Regions from separate parts of the Sus scrofa genome. Here all the other regions are linked to region 2. The links are chromatin contacts, called in public Hi-C and HiChIP or PLAC-seq maps. All regions are on one chromosome and are shown on one strand. The core of a region is the stretch at or near the end of the contact, and the rest is flanking DNA. Distances in the headings are between cores, read along the strand shown.

Region 1 (5,093 bases), core at 2,090-4,589, 400 kb after region 2:
TCTTACAAGGGATTTCTGATCCCCTGTGTGCTAGACCAGCCACAGCCCTAGCCCTGGCCTCCCGGCAAATGCCCTCCTCCAGCCAGCAGCTCTCCGCAGCCACCTGGACGGGGGCGGGGTGTGGGGGGGTGCAGACCCGAACAGCCGCATGGTTCCGAGGCGCGCTGGGGGCAGGCCCCCTCCCCTGGGCGCTGGGGACCCTCGATCCCCGTCCCCCGCCCCCGCAGCCGTCGGAGCGCCCCCCTGCGGGCGGGTATCTGGGCGCAGCCGGCTTGGGGAGGCCTCTACGCTGGTGGGGGTGGGGGAGGGACAAGAGTTCCGGTGACAGGAACCCGAGCTCCGCCGGGCCACAGGCTTAGGCGGCCCAGGAAGTCGGCCTCTGCGACAGCAGAGGTGGGCCTGGCCCCGGGATGGGGGTGGGGGTGGGGAGTGGCAGGGGCTGGAGGCCCGGACCAGAGATCCTTCTTCCAGAGGAGGAAACGATCGGGGGTGGGGGGGTCTTTCGGCTCAGGACCCCCCCAACTTTACAGCTGGAAAATTTTAGGGCCAGAGAGAGTGGGGTCGCACAGTGGGTGGCAGGCAGCAGGATCTAGGAAAAGAGGGACAGGAGAGGGCTTCTGGGGCGGCCTGTGCGTTTCTAAGGGAGACCGGCTCCCTCCACGTTAGACGGTCAGAGGCCACTAGGCAAGCGCGACAGACCAACCAAAAGAAAGCGCAAACCTCCGGGGTGTGCTCCTTTCTAGGTTTCCCGACGGCAAAGCTTTTGAATGAGTTTATCCGAGGAAACCTTCCTCGTCTGGGTGGCCGCGTTTTGCTGAGGCCAGGCTCCCCCAGTGGCGCACCCCGTACTACTGAGCAGTGGTTAAGGGGGGGGGGGGCTCAAACTGGGCTCCCGGTCAGCCCCGCCCCCGGCCCCGTGCAGGTTGACCTCGCCTTCCGCATCCGCAGAATGGGAAGAAGCGGGAGATGGCTTTGTCCTAGGGCCGAGCCTGAAGCGGCCCCCGCATCTAGGCATTTCGGGGCGCGTGTTTGGGCTCCCGAGCGCAGCGGGCGGACCAGCCGAGTGGGGGGCAAGGCCAGGTCCGCCCAGCCTTGCTTAACGGTGCGGCTCAGACCCGGGTCACGGCGGACCTCGGGCGGCAGAACCCAGCTCTGCGTGCTGCCCATCGCTCGGTGGACTTGGCGGCCACTTGGCCTGGGGGCTCTGGCCTCAGCGGAACTCCCTCGCCGGTTTCCTACGCCCACGCCTTTGCTCTCAATCCCTCCCTCCCTCCCTCCGCACCCCCGGAAAAAAAGGCCTAAATATATCCGGCCGACAAGCTCTGAAAAAAAAAAAAAAAAATTGTTTTTTTATCCCTGAACTTTGCTAACCTCAGGGACAGGGGCCATTTTTATTATCCTTTTTTTTTTTTTAAACTCATACCCAGCAGGCCCCAAGTTAAGCCGCATGGGAGCTACAATTCGCCTGAATGCGCGCAAATCACAAACCACCACCACTCTCCCCTCAAATCCACAGAAGTCAAGAAACTCAAAGCTGCCTCAAGATCGGAGACTGTGACTTCACTTCCCCCCGAAATAAGGTGAATTTGAAGAAACCCTTAAGAGACACTAGCATTTTCTTTCTCACTTTTCCAAAACAAACAAACCAAACAACAGTCAAGTTAATACTCAGAAATGTGTTGTCATGCTTTAGAAGTTTAAAATAAATTAATAATAATTTAATTAAAAACTAAGGGTGAATAAGTCGCTTCTGAAGAAGAGGGAAGCCTGCTGGAAAGAACTTCTCTCCGTAAATATAGCTGGAAGAGATTGAAATCTGCTCCCTAAATTACTTCTCCTCAGCCACTCTGTAGGAAAAGTCTTAGGCTCAGGCGCTGCAAGGAGGTCCTGCGGAGCACAGCTGGCGCGGGGACCCCGTGGAGGACGCAGGGCCACCCTAACGATCCCGGGTCTCGGCCCCCGATCTCCCCGCACGCTTTCGAGCCTGAGGTGCTCCGGGCCGACGGGCTTTCTCGGTGTGTACCCAGCCGAGAGGGGCTGGACCCGGGCGGGGACTTGGGACACTTCCTCGGGAGGAGAGCGAGGTGCACAGGGACAGCACGGCAGGGGGACCGGGGCTCGGCGGTTCCGCCGTCCGCCCGCGCGAACTGGGGAAGGCAGCCGGGGCTGCGCTCAGCCGGGGGCCGCGCGGGGGTCGGGATCGGAAGGATCGTTTTGTCCCGGAGCCGCACGGGGCCTGGCGTGGGAGGCCCGCTGGCCGGGCCGAGTCCGGGGGGCCGGCATCTAGAGCTTCCTGAGTGCCACCGGGGTGAGTTTGAGCACCGGAGCTTCCTACCGGAACGCGGGGCAAGAATGCAGCCCCCGCCACACTAGGGCGGGTCACTTTGCGGAGGAGAACCGGGAGAGCGGCTTGGAGTGGACTTTGTTAAGTGCCACTCAAGGATCGATTTGCTCTGGGCTTGACGTTTGACTTAGAAAACAACACCGCTGGGAAAAAACACCACCTAATAATTCGTGTAACAGGTCCTGCAAATCAAACCATCTCCTAAATGAAGGTGAATGTTGGCTTTGATATTTATTCAGGGGAAGGGTGTGGGAGCATTGTTTTCACCTCACGTCTCCAACACACACGTATCCGGACCAAACTTTCTACACGTGACTCTCACACTCACTTTTCGACCAGAAAACTTTTCCCCAGCCTTTACCCCTGTGTTGATGTCTCCCGACCTCTCTTTCCTCAGGAGTTTGGGAAGCGAGAGAAGAATTTTTTCTAAAGATAGTTAACACCGACCGCCTTTAACAGGCAGCGAGAGAGGGAGAAGGAGATGGAGATCAACTCCTGGCAAAGAACAAGAAGGAAATAAATAAATAAATAAATAAAGCAAGCAAGCTGACAGGGATTTCCACTTAAACGTCCTAAACCGGTGCCAGTCCCGGAAGGGCCCCCCTTGGAGTCCGGGCGTGGAGTGGGCGGGCATCTCCGGCCCGCCTCTCGCTCCTCCACTGTCCTTCCTATTTCTAACAGGCACACCACGATTCCGCCCGTGAAACATCTGGATGGGGACTCACATCCCCACACACGGGCAACTGCATCCAAGACTAGCTCCTGGGGAGCGAGCGCGGAAGTGAGTTCAGGACCTGGAGCGCAGCGCCCGGAGGGTCGGTGATCTCCCGGCGCTGGGTCTCTTGCATCCTTCCTACCAGCTGCTGCTGTCACCAGCCTCTGGCTCCGCCCCTCTGAGCCCCCCTTACCTCTCAGCCAATAGAAACCCCTGACTGCTTTCCACCGCCCCAAACCCTTTCCACACCCCCACGTTCTGGGAGCTGGTTGGCTGCCTTACCCTCAGCGAAGCTGCTGGATTTGCATGGCGCTCCGGGGTTCTGGTAGGTGGAGAGACCTGTCACTCCAGGTGGCCGGGCCCGCCCACTCTGCCTCGGTCCGCGGCTCTCTTCCTGCGCAGTTCTTCTCAGCCTCCGCGGGGAAGCGCCGGGGCTGCGCTCAGGGCTCAGTTCTCTGGACCGCGAGGAGGCAGCCCCGGCGAGCGGCCGTGCGCTGCGCACCGTGTGGAGGGGCCAGGGCGCGGGGGTGCGGTGCTCTGCTGGCCCCGAGCGCGGCGTCGCGCCACAGGAGCAGCCCCCGGCCAGCAGTTGCCGCCGCCGCCCGACTTTCGTTCCAGTTGCGGCTCCTCAGGGCAACATGTCAAAAGCCGCCGCCGCTACAGCTGCCGCCGCCACCTGGGGAAGAGCAGCCGCAGAAGCAGCAGCAGCAGCGGCGGCCGCGGGCGCGCGGGGGCAATAAGCCCAACCACCCGGCGTCCAGGGAACCCTCTCTGCGCTCACTGCTCCGGCGGGACCCGCGCCATGTGCTGAGCCATGCCCCTCGCCGCGCCCGCGGGCAGCGCATGGGGCAGCGCCTGAGCGGCGGCCGATCCTGCCTCGATGTCCCCGGCCGGCTCCTGCAGCAGCAGCCGCCGCCGCCCCCGCCGCCGGTGAGGAGGAAGCTCGCGCTGCTCTTCGCCATGCTCTGCGTCTGGCTCTACATGTTCCTGTACTCGTGCGCCGGCTCGTGCGCCGCCGCGCCGGGGCTGCTGCTGCTGGGCTCGGGGTCCCGCGCCGCCCACGCCCCGCCGGCGCTGGCCGCGGGCTCCGTCGGGCCTCCCCCGAGGCAGCGGCTCCCGGCGGCGCTTGCCACCCCGCTGGCGGCCGGCGGGGAGACGGCCGAGGGCGCCGCGAGCCAAGAGGAGCGGAGTCCTGAGGCGCCGGACGCCCCCAGCTCCATCTCCACCTTCTTCAGCGGGTCCGGGAGCAAGCAGCTGCCGCAGGCCATCATCATCGGCGTGAAGAAGGGCGGCACGCGGGCGCTGCTCGAGTTCCTGCGCGTGCACCCCGACGTGCGCGCCGTGGGCGCCGAGCCCCACTTCTTCGACCGCAGCTACGACAAGGGCCTCGCCTGGTACCGGTGAGTTTCCCCGGCACGGCCGGGCCGGGCCGCGCGACGGGGAGAGGAGGGGACGCGGCACGTGCTGGGGGCGGTGACAGGGCCCAGCCTGGCACCCCGGGGCCGGGGGGGCCCGCCTCGGCCGCGCGGCGCTGGCCCTCAGCGCGGTGCCGGGTGCGCCGCGCGCCGCGCTCCCCACCGCCCGGAGAAACTTCTGGAAGCGCTCTGGCGGGTCAGGGGCCCCAGCGCCCTAGACCGAACCTGGCGGTCCCTCCTCAAAGAAGGGGCGGGCGTGGGGCGCAGCGACCGGGACGGTGCTGCGGGAAGCGCGCAGCCTCTGACTGCGGCCCCGTCCCAGGCGAATCCCGCCGGCGCTTCCGCTCGGGTCCGGGAGCGTCTGCGCCCCGCCGGTCGCCGCCGCCGCCCCGGGACCAGCTCCCAGAGCAGCCTCTGCTGCCCAGATGGGGACGGGTGGGGGCGGAGGCCGCGGGGCGTCTGCTCGCTCGCAGACCGGCTTCGCGGGCGGGCAGCCGGGGCTCGGGCGGGCGGCCCGGCGGGCGCGGCGCGTGGAGCTGTGCTGGTCCCTGTCGGGCAGAGGCGCGCACTGCAGCCGGCGGGAGGGAGGCGCGCGGCTCTGAAGGCTTCCCCCGCGCGG
Region 2 (4,567 bases), core at 1,668-4,167:
TGCGTTGGGTTACTGCAAAGCTGGCTCCTGACATCCATCTCGGTGCTTGATCCTCATGTAAATAAACTTGTCAAATCGTGTCCATTTCTGTTTGGGGGATGAATGGTTAATTGAGTGGGGCTTTTGAAATATATTTAAGTGGTGTTGTAACTTTTGTAATATGGTTTCAGCTAAAGGAACAAGGGGAACGCATATTTAATGAACAAGATGAAACTTTACAAAATAGAAAATTCTGGCCAGGCAACTTTTCCTTGGACTCGGAGGGAAGAAAAAAGGCCAATGTTTTATGGCAAACAAAATCCAGGTGACACTAAGATTTATTAGAGTCTGGCTTATTCTACTATTAAAAGTGGCCTGAATTTGAGAAGACTGGCAAGTTTAAGATGAAGGTCGGAATCAGCCTTGTTTCCTACACTGCATTAGGAGGGTTTGTCACAAGGTAACCAGGGCCCCTAGTTTTTCCACTTTTCTTTTTAAAAAAATTTGGCTACCTCATTGGTAAAAGAGAATTTGTGTGAAGATCTTTAGAAAAGTTTCTACCAGGCCAGAGACAAAGTACTCTTCCCTACAAACAGGGAAAGCATTTTACACAAGTCATTCCTTGCCTGCCCCCCCCAAAGTTAATACCAACACAGCCTTCTTTAAACCGTGCTCTGGCAACGACCCCCCCAAAGCCTGGAGTCTAGCTCCTGACAGTTCAAGGACCTACACTACTTACCCCCTCGGACAATTATATGGCAAAGAGTTAAGGAAAATAATAAGAAAATGTGCGGTGGCAAAGCCCGCGTTAACCACAGGAACTGCCCGCCCGATGAAGAAACTAAAACAGGCTCCCCCGGCAAAGGAATCACTAGGTTACATGTCTAAGTAACTGGTGAACAGGGTTCTATCTTGAGAGGGACCTCCTTCCCGCCCCCCCAAGCTAACCGGCGCTGATAACTTTCCCAGAGCGGAGAAAACGACGAGATTGGCTCTTTGGGGAGAAGGGAATCCCAAGGACTAAAGAAAAAAATCTCGAAGGCCAGCCTTTCCCTCCCTCCGCCAACACCCACTTGCCGGGAAGGAGGAGACCCCTCATTCTAAGGCCGATGACGGACGACCCTTTGACCTCCGCACGAAACAGGGAGGGAGGTGGGCTGGGGGTCCCACGCGCTCCTCCGGCCCGCACCCCGCGCCCTGGCTGTCCCCGCCGGGTCCTACGCAGCTCACCGGTACCAGGCGAGGCCCTTGTCGTAGCTGCGGTCGAAGAAGTGGGGCTCGGCGCCCACGGCGCGCACGTCGGGGTGCACGCGCAGGAACTCGAGCAGCGCCCGCGTGCCGCCCTTCTTCACGCCGATGATGATGGCCTGCGGCAGCTGCTTACTGCCTTCGTCCAGGAGCAGGGCTAGGGTCCCCGGCGGGGGCTCGGCCACGCTGCTCCCGGCCCCGGAGCCGCCGGGACTCCCCGCCAGGCCCGGGGGCTCCTCTTCCCAGGCCGCCTCCTCGCCGTCGCCGTGCGGTGCGGGCGGCCGGTGCTTCCGCCACGGCTGCACTTGCAGGAGGCGTTTTTTCCGCGCGGCCGCAGGCCACGCCGCCAGCTCTCCCAGGCCTCCAGCCGGGACGCTGCGACCCGGAGCCCAGCCTCCTCGCCGCCTCCCGACAGCCCCACGACGGGCCGAGAAAGGGTCTGGCAGCGCTCGGCCAGGCAGTAGAAGACGTACAGGGACGTGAGCAGGGAGCAGAGCATCAGCAAGAACTTCCGGAAGATGCGGCGGGACAGCGGCTCGGGCAAGGTGGGGTGGGCGCCGGCCGGGTCCGGAGGGGCCATCCTAGCCGGAGGCGACGTCGGGCAGCGAGCGGGCCATCCTAGGCTGGGGCTCCGCCAGGTGCCATGACATCCTCCGAGAGGGCCTGCGCGCTGCACGGAGGCCACATCGCCCTGCGCCCCTGCGGCCGTGCGCGCTGCCCAGGCGGCGGCGGCGGCCGGGGCTCCCCGAGCCCCTCGCGGGATCCCAGCCACCGGTCGAGGGGGCGGGAAGGGGGACGCGGTGCTGTGCTTAAGAAACCATCGTCTTAGACTCGCCCAAGTCCTGAGGCTGGGGCCGCGCTCGGCGCCCCAGTTCCCCGAGAGTCGACGGAATAAGGGTCTTGGTGGTGGGGGCCAAGGCGTGCGTCTCAGCCCCGGGCCAGAGCAGCCTCTCGGCAGGGGTCCCGGCTCAGCGACCGTGCATCCCTCGCTCGGTCCGGTTGAGAGGATGCTCGGCTCCCGGGCCGATGAGCTCCGTGCGCTCCAGACCGCGGCGGGCACAGTGCCTCCCAGTCGCGGCTTCCTCGGTCTCCGGCCCGCCTCGGTCCCTCTCGGTTCTGGGGCTTGGTCCCCGAGTTCCTCTGCCCGGGCGGGAGCCAGCGCCCTCTCCGTGCGCGCCTGGCCGCTCGGCGGCTCTCGGGCCCCACCTGGGAGCGACGAGCTGGAGCCGGGCTGCGCGGGACCTGTCAGCGGCCGCGGCCACTGCGCTCGCTGCTGCCCCGCTGCCTCCCAGGCCGTCGTCGCCGCCACACGTGGGGTTCCGAGGGCAGCAAACTTGGCGGTGACGTCAACGGCCTGGGCCGGACCAGCCCCCGGAGGAGCGCGTTGGGGAGGGCGGGGTGCAACGGAGAAAAGGTGGCGCGGACCCCGCGGCGGCCGCCCAATGACATCGGAGAGGGCGGGGGCGACCGCGGCGACGCCCCTTCCACACCCCGCCCACCGCCTCCCTCCCCAGCCCGCAGCCTGGCCCCCTTGGAGCCGAGCAGGGCTGCAGCGCTCCCGGGACCTCTGACTGACAGCCTGGGCGGCCGGATCCCGGGGGCCTGACTTCCACCCAGCCAGCCGCGCTCCATCAGGGGCTCCCATCCTCTCCGCCTCTGCTCTTCGCAGCCCTGACCCCTCCGGGTCCCCTGCGCTCTGCTTCCCTGTGGCCTGGGCCACTACAGCCTTCGCCCGCCCCGCCCCCCCCCCCCCCGCCACCTCCCCAAACCTTCGGAAGTTTGGTTGGCGGCTGTTCCCGCGACCGCGCCGCGCGCCACGCCCCCATTTGTCTGGGGCGGACGGAATTCCTCTGCAGCCGCTCTGCCTCCCACCTACTCTGCTGTCCACTGCGGGCTCCGGAGCAAAGCCTCTCTCCCCTCAGCAGTGTTTGGTGTTTTTGCTCTTAATTGTTCCCCCCTTGTATTATTAGTTTAGGGTGATCAGAGTTCCCCAAGACCTGGAAAGCTAGCAGCCTCTTAGGAAAGGAGCCAATCAATGAATAAGGGGAGAAATTAAGATTAAAAAAAAAAAAAAAAAAAAACCCCAGTTCCGAATCCAAATCCATATGCCCAGTTTTTGATGAAGATTTTTGAATGCCTCTACGTGTACACGTGTGTGTATGTGTGTGTGTGTGTGTGTGTGTGTGCGCGCGTGCGCGCGCGCGCCTCGGCGATGGAGTTAAATGTCCTTTCCTAAGCAGCGGTTTCCTCTTTCTCCGGCCTTCTCTGACCCAACATCCTCTTCTTGCGCTCGGGGAGAGCAGGGCAGGAAGGGATACAAATCGCCTTGCTGTTTAATGGAGGGAGGTGGCGCGTGGAACCTGCATGAGGCGGTTTCTAATTCCAATCCGATTTGTTGCTGATTTCTTGGCTTCCTAGTCTCAGCAGGGCGCCCCGCAATGTGGGTGGCAGCCTGACTTCTTCACCCCCACCCTTGCGAGCTGAGCAGGCGGCTTTCTGGGCGCACTGTGGGTGCTGACCAGGGCCGGCAGCAGCGGCCGCAGTGTCAGGGCTGCAGGAAACACAAGGAATTCCTGCTGTCCAGTGTCCAGACCTCGCCGCCTGCCTTCCTCGCCCCATTTGACACGGGATGGGTCAGGGACGTCCTTCTGAACCTGCCAAGGGGGACCTGTTGGTGCTGACCCTGTGCCTAGGTGGAACTGGCCTATGTGTGAGGCTGGATGAATACTCTTCTGGCCGTGGTTTTTTGCTTATGAAGAACCCACCCCAACGTATCCTGCACACTGGGGAAGACCTCGTTAGGATGGATGCGGCGCCATAAAGCAATGCATGGGCTTCTGCAAGGATGAACAGCAAGTCCTGCCAAAGCTCTCATGCCTCCTTGTGTCCTAGGATTGGATATGGTTGATCCAGTTGAGGTTTAATACGAACTTGAATATACTTTAAAGTTTGTCTCTAGGTATTTCACTCTGATTTGTAGAAGTAAAACAAGCAAACAAAAAAAGACCGTCTTAAAGTTATCCTGAAAGCACATGCGATCCCATTAACGTTCGCAAACATACTTGCGTTTTCTCATCTGGACAAGGTGCTCCCCCGAGCTCCCTCCGGGCTCCAGCGTGGCAGGATACTGGCTTTCTGACTTTCACAGCCCCGGCGCAGGCATTTCCTCTCTGTGGGCATTAAACACCCACCACCTGTGAGAGACAAGGGTTCTTGGATCATTCAGGCCGTATCTGGCTCTAGGGCAGCTCTGCACGTTAGAAATGAAATACAAGCCCTGAATACAAGCCTCATAGGTGACTTAAAATGTCTAGTAGCCACCTTAAAAATCGGTAGAAAG
Region 3 (5,003 bases), core at 519-3,018, 280 kb after region 2:
TGCCAGAATGTTACTCATCTTTTAGGCGTTTCTCCCATATAACATTTATTCCAGTTTCTCTCAATAAATAAAAATCTGTAATTCATTCACATACTGGAACTTACCTTGGCCCCATTTTTGGAAAGGATTGAAAATGAAGGGGAAAAAAATCTGTTGGCTAAGGAGGAACACGTCTACTAAGTTTCTTGTCTAGCACAAGGCTACAGAACTCAGGAATTCGTATTTTCTGAGTACACAAAACATAACACGCATGTGAATCAACCTTTTAGACGTAGCTGTCCTGTCCAAAAAAAAAAAAAAAAAAAGCCTGGAATCTAGTGACTCTCAGTTCTGTGTACCAAAATCACCTGTGATGCTGTAAAAAGAAAATTATAGGTGCCTTCCATGCACTGCACACCCCTCCGACTTAATAGGTCTGGAGGTGGCTCAGGCATCCATCATTTTCAAAGCCCCAGGGTGACTGACTGGTGGCCAAGGTTGAAGTACAGTGCTTTATAAATCACAGAGGCTGCGATGTTCAAGACGTTCAAGGCGAATAAAGCCTTAAGCCGCGGTGGAAACCACCTGCTAAGCGGTACCAGTTGGGTCTGGAACTCAGCAGCTGGGTGACTCTGGGCAGATAAAACCTGGGCCTTAAAGAGTCCTTCCAAAGAGGTGAACTTTTGCTATGGATGTCCACGCCGAACGTTTATAAAAGCACATGTAGAATTACAAAGGTGTTTGGAAACGTTTCACGTAGTATTTAATCTGAGTATCGTGTCATGGAAGATCCCTTCCCTGCCCTGTTCGCAGGGAAAAATCTATTTCCTTCCAACGGGATAGGAAATTTCAATCTGCGAGGCCTTCCCTGATCCACCCACCCAGAACTGTTACCTTGACCGGGTTTCTGGGGCAGGTTCTCCATCTCCCCTTCACACTGGCCTCGTTACCTGCCACCCCCGGCGCCACTGGCACACTATGGGCGCCTGCACAAGCAGGGGGTCTCGGTCTTTTCAGTACCCCCCGTGACGGGCGATGTCAGCGGAGACGAACCCAAGGGCCGTCGCTCGCCTGAGCACGGACGCCAGGGAAACGACCCTCCCGAACTCGGTTATGCAGCCCGCTTCTCTTCCCAAGGCCGATCGCTCTCCCCCTGCACTGTGACTGTGGTCCTCTGACCCCGAAACCCCCCGAGGGAGGCCGCGAGGGCTGCCGAGACGCGCCCTCCCAACCACCACACGGACAACTGGCTGGTTCCGGCCCGCGGCTGGCACCCGGCTGGCTTCCCGCTGAGGCGGCGGCGTTTAATGCCCCACCACCTCCGAGGACCGTACGCTGCGATGGTCCCCGTCGCACCGCCGCAGAACCAAGCTCAGGGGGCTCAGGCAACCCGCTCGACAGGTCAGGGGTCAGGAGGCGGAGCCAGGAGCCCAGGCGTCGCTCCAGCGCGCGAAGTCTTAAACCCTACACGCACCTTCCTCATCCCGAGATGCTCGGACGACTCCCCGCTGTGGCTCAGGGACCAGGCCCCCGAGGTCGCCGGTCCCTGCCTCTGACAGCGAACGCGGGAAAGCTGTAACCGCCCGGACGGGAAGGTGGAGGCACCGACCCCAGGGCGTCTCCTCCTGCCGGCGCCTCAGGGATCCCAGGAGGCCCTGCCCACCGTCCGACACCCCTGGGGTCCGGCCAGGCAGGCGGCCCTCACCTCCCGCCGCAGCCCCCCACTTCCGGGTCCCGCTCGCCGGAAATGACGGACCGGAAGCGCCGCTCTTCTCACGGGAGGGCGGGGAAAGAAGATGGCGGCGCCCAGCAGCCGGTGAGGGGAGAGGACACCGGGCTCCCAGTAGGGGCGGCCCGACTCGTGCGTGATGGCCGCATCCCCGCACACTCTCTCCCCACGCCTCCTGACAGGTACTGCACCCGCCCCCGGGCACGACTTTGGGGGAATTCGCTTCTCTTTGCCACGTGCAACGCCGTGGTGCGGCTGGCTGCAACCTTGGGAGCCCTTGGCGAGGTCATCTGGGCACCCGTGGAGGAAGTGAGCTTTGGAGTAGCCTTAAGTGCCGAGGCTGCGGAGCTGGGGTCCAGCCTCGCACTGGGGTCCAGCCTCGCACTGGGGTCCCGGGGGTCCGCGCGGCCTCCATCCCCTCCCACCCACCCCGGGGGGTAGGGCGGGCGGGCGGGCGATGTCTGGTGCTTCTTTGTTAAGAGACAGTGGAGGCTGCAGAAGGGAGGACCGCGTAGAACCGAGGGGCTTCACCATACTCTTTGTTGGCTTATCAGAGCCTTAGAGCCTAGTCGTTTGTAAGTGACTCGTAAGTTTCACTTGTAAACCCAGGACTAGGGAAGTGCTAACCACCCGCCCCGCCCGGCCCCTGGAGCCTTGTTTCAATACTAAGCTTCTTGATGACAGTGATAAAGATAATGACCACGTCCGACACCGGGCCATAACCACCCCTACCCCCAACTTTTGTCTTTCCACCATTCGCGTGGTCCCTGATAACCCTCCACATCAAGGACCTGTCACAACTCTTATGTTGAAAGTGGAAAGAACCTTCTTGGCCTTTGGCTAGGTCTCACCTCCAGTGGCACCCGTTCAGAGAGGCCTGACCACCCTACCTAAAGTGGAGCCCCCTTGCCCCCTTTCTCACATCACCCTGTTTCTTTCATTGTGGTTAGTTAGCACCATCTGTAATTGTTTGTTTACAACCGCTTTATTATGTACTTCCTCCATGTATTCTAATGGAACCTTGAGAAGGCAGGGGCAGTGTCTCTCTGCTTCAGTGCTGTGTCCCCAGTGCCGGAAGCAGTAACTGGGTGCATTGTTGGTGCTCAGTAATTATTCGTGAATGAATGAAATTTGTCCTGATGGAGCTATTCAAGGAGCAGTTGGGCATTGTTTGGCCCTTGGTCATTTAGGATGATGACTGATGTGTGAGGAACGTGTTGCTGGTGGTCCAGACTGGAGATGAGTAGAAGACAGGGACGCCCTTTTGGTTAAATCCCAGAAACGTTTTTAGGCCTCACCTATCCCTGGCTCTCTGCAGCATCTGGCAGTGTTGATCACAGTGACTCTGAAATTCCTTTATCACTCTTTTCTCATAATGTTCTTATTTTATGGGTCTCTTTTATGTGCTCTCAGGGCATGTCAACTGTGTTTTCTAGAATTGATTGCTTGTCTATAAAATGAGGCAATTCAACTAGATTATCTCAAAGGTCCCTTCTGGTTCACAAAGGAGGGGAGGAAGTTGATAAGTGGATAGGTGTGTAGATGAAACAAGATTGACCCTGGTTTGGTAACTTTTGAAGCTGGAGGAGGAGGAGTAATGGGGGGCTTATTGTCTTGTGCTATCGCACATGACTGGAATTTTCCATAATGATACATTTTTTTAAAGGGTCTGCGATTTTTTTTTTTAAGTTTTATTGGAATATAGTTGATTTACAATGTCGTGATAATATCTGCTGTACATGGGTCTGTGATTCCTTTGAGTTACTTCTTGTCACCTTCTACCATCCCTGACTCTGAGTTTTTGATCCTGACCTTAGGCAGTCATTCTCAGAGAGCTCGTCCTTTCGTAGTGCTTGAATTATCACCTCTGTAGGGAGGGTTCCCCCCCCCCATGTGCATTCCTCAAGAGTAGCTGCCTTTTTGCCTTTCAGCTCTGTATTTTCAGCTTTCAGTAGGGTAATGCCACCTGACAACTCAGAATTCCCCAGTCCCAGGAAGTGCACTGCATTTGGTTCATGTGGTTTGTTGCTGGATCCGTCTTTTTTTTGGATCCATCTTTTTGGTGCTGGTATGGGAGTGATTAGTAGACAGCTTAGCTTCCTGAAGCTATGAACGTAATCACCAGAATATCTGCTAGTAATTGGCCTGTACAACTTGCTGTGACCTACGTGGACGATCCTGTGTGAGAGTTTGACATGGAAGCAGCGTGGTGGGAAGGGGGCAGAGGGAAACTGGACCATATTAGGTGTCTGTCGGGCATGCCAGACTGTTCTTCTAAAGCTTCAAAGTATTTTGTAGCTATTACAATTTTTCCAGGACCTTTCATCTACTTATCAGCTACCTCGTGTTAAAAACCCTGCAGTCGTGACTCTGGATCTATTAAAAGCCCTGTGTATTTTTAGACCTACCATTGTTTACATAGGGCCAAAGCATCTTTACATTTCTAGGCACTGATTATAGAGAGTGACATGTTTTGCCTAAATGAAGTGTTTCCATCAGTTAAAAGTGCAGTTTCCTAGCTGTTTTTTCTTTGTCTTCCTGTAAAATCTCATTTTCACCCTCTTCGTCTTGAGGGATGTTTTGCAAGATGGTTCTTTCTCTCACGGTAACATGCATTTCTCTTTGGACCAGTGGCACTCAAAACCGATTTCGAATTAAGGCCCAGAACAATAAAAGGCTTAATGCCTTCTAGACATAATCTTTAGTATTTAAATCGTAGTATGTCAGAGAAACAACGTCAAGGCACAAAAGGAAGAAAACACCACATCAAAGGGGAGTTTCCATTGTGGCTCAGTGGAAATGAATCTAATTAGTGTCTGTGAGGATGCGGGTTCGATCCCTGGCCTTGCTCAGTGTGTTAAGGATCCAGCATTGCCATGAGCTGTGGTGTAGGTTGCAGGCGTGGCTTGGAGCCTGAGTTGCTGTGGTTGTGGCATAGCTGGCAGGGCACTTCCATATGCTGCTGGTGCCACCCTAAAAAGAAAAAAAGAAAAAAGAAAAGGAAAAAAAAAAGGCAAGAGACCTTTACTATCAGAGAACTGAGTTTGAAGGAAATAACATATCAGTCAGCAGGCTGAGCTCAACCCTGCTCTTCTTTCTTGTACACGTATACAGATGACACATTCATGTGCGTGGAAAATAAGCATTTTGTTCTTCGCTGAGGTTTGAGGGTATGATCTCAGTGAAGGAGGGACTTATCCCTGGTCTAAGCTAATTGCCACGCTCACCAAGGGTCAGTGATAGTTCAGCTTCCCGCAGTCCAGGTAAGCAGCGAGAGCCACCCAGTCATCAGACA

Evidence for each region. A called contact is a pair of places that touch in the nucleus more often than the background predicts. HiChIP or PLAC-seq counts read pairs in DNA pulled down with a chosen protein or histone mark.
Region 1: a Hi-C map of fetal skeletal muscle shows a contact between it and region 2, with 2.9 times the contacts expected there. The contact joins the promoter of HS3ST3B1 here to the promoter of HS3ST3A1 in region 2. A contact is called at or near these places in 2 of 5 promoter capture datasets (fetal skeletal muscle and liver), 12 of 47 Hi-C or Micro-C datasets (embryonic fibroblasts, epiblast stem cells, fetal heart ventricle and 6 more) and 2 of 2 datasets of contacts at active chromatin or transcription factors (alveolar macrophages and skeletal muscle).
Region 3: an H3K27ac HiChIP or PLAC-seq map of alveolar macrophages shows a contact between it and region 2. The contact joins the promoter of COX10 here to the promoter of HS3ST3A1 in region 2. A contact is called at or near these places in 1 of 5 promoter capture datasets (fetal skeletal muscle), 2 of 47 Hi-C or Micro-C datasets (embryonic fibroblasts and fetal skeletal muscle) and 1 of 2 datasets of contacts at active chromatin or transcription factors (alveolar macrophages).

What each region holds. Positions count from the first base shown.
Region 1 is chr12:58,123,138-58,128,230 of Sscrofa11.1, forward strand. It overlaps HS3ST3B1 (heparan sulfate glucosamine 3-O-sulfotransferase 3B1), which reads left to right and starts at 3,340. Exons shown (of 2, transcript XM_003483118.4): 1 at 3,340-4,459. The coding sequence starts at 3,366. LOC106505533 (a long non-coding RNA gene) reads right to left here and starts at 3,228. Exons shown (of 2, transcript XR_001300053.2): 1 at 3,070-3,228.
Region 2 is chr12:57,727,783-57,732,349 of Sscrofa11.1, forward strand. HS3ST3A1 (heparan sulfate glucosamine 3-O-sulfotransferase 3A1) reads right to left here and starts at 2,918. Exons shown (of 3, transcript XM_003483116.4): 1 at 1,618-2,918; 2 at 1,210-1,615. The coding sequence starts at 2,872.
Region 3 is chr12:58,010,063-58,015,065 of Sscrofa11.1, forward strand. It overlaps COX10 (COX10 homolog, cytochrome c oxidase assembly protein, heme A: farnesyltransferase (yeast)), which reads left to right and starts at 1,769. Exons shown (of 7, transcript NM_001244626.1): 1 at 1,769-1,890. The coding sequence starts at 1,848. It overlaps LOC106508625 (a long non-coding RNA gene), which reads right to left and starts at 1,447. Exons shown (of 5, transcript XR_002336855.1): 1 at 1-1,447.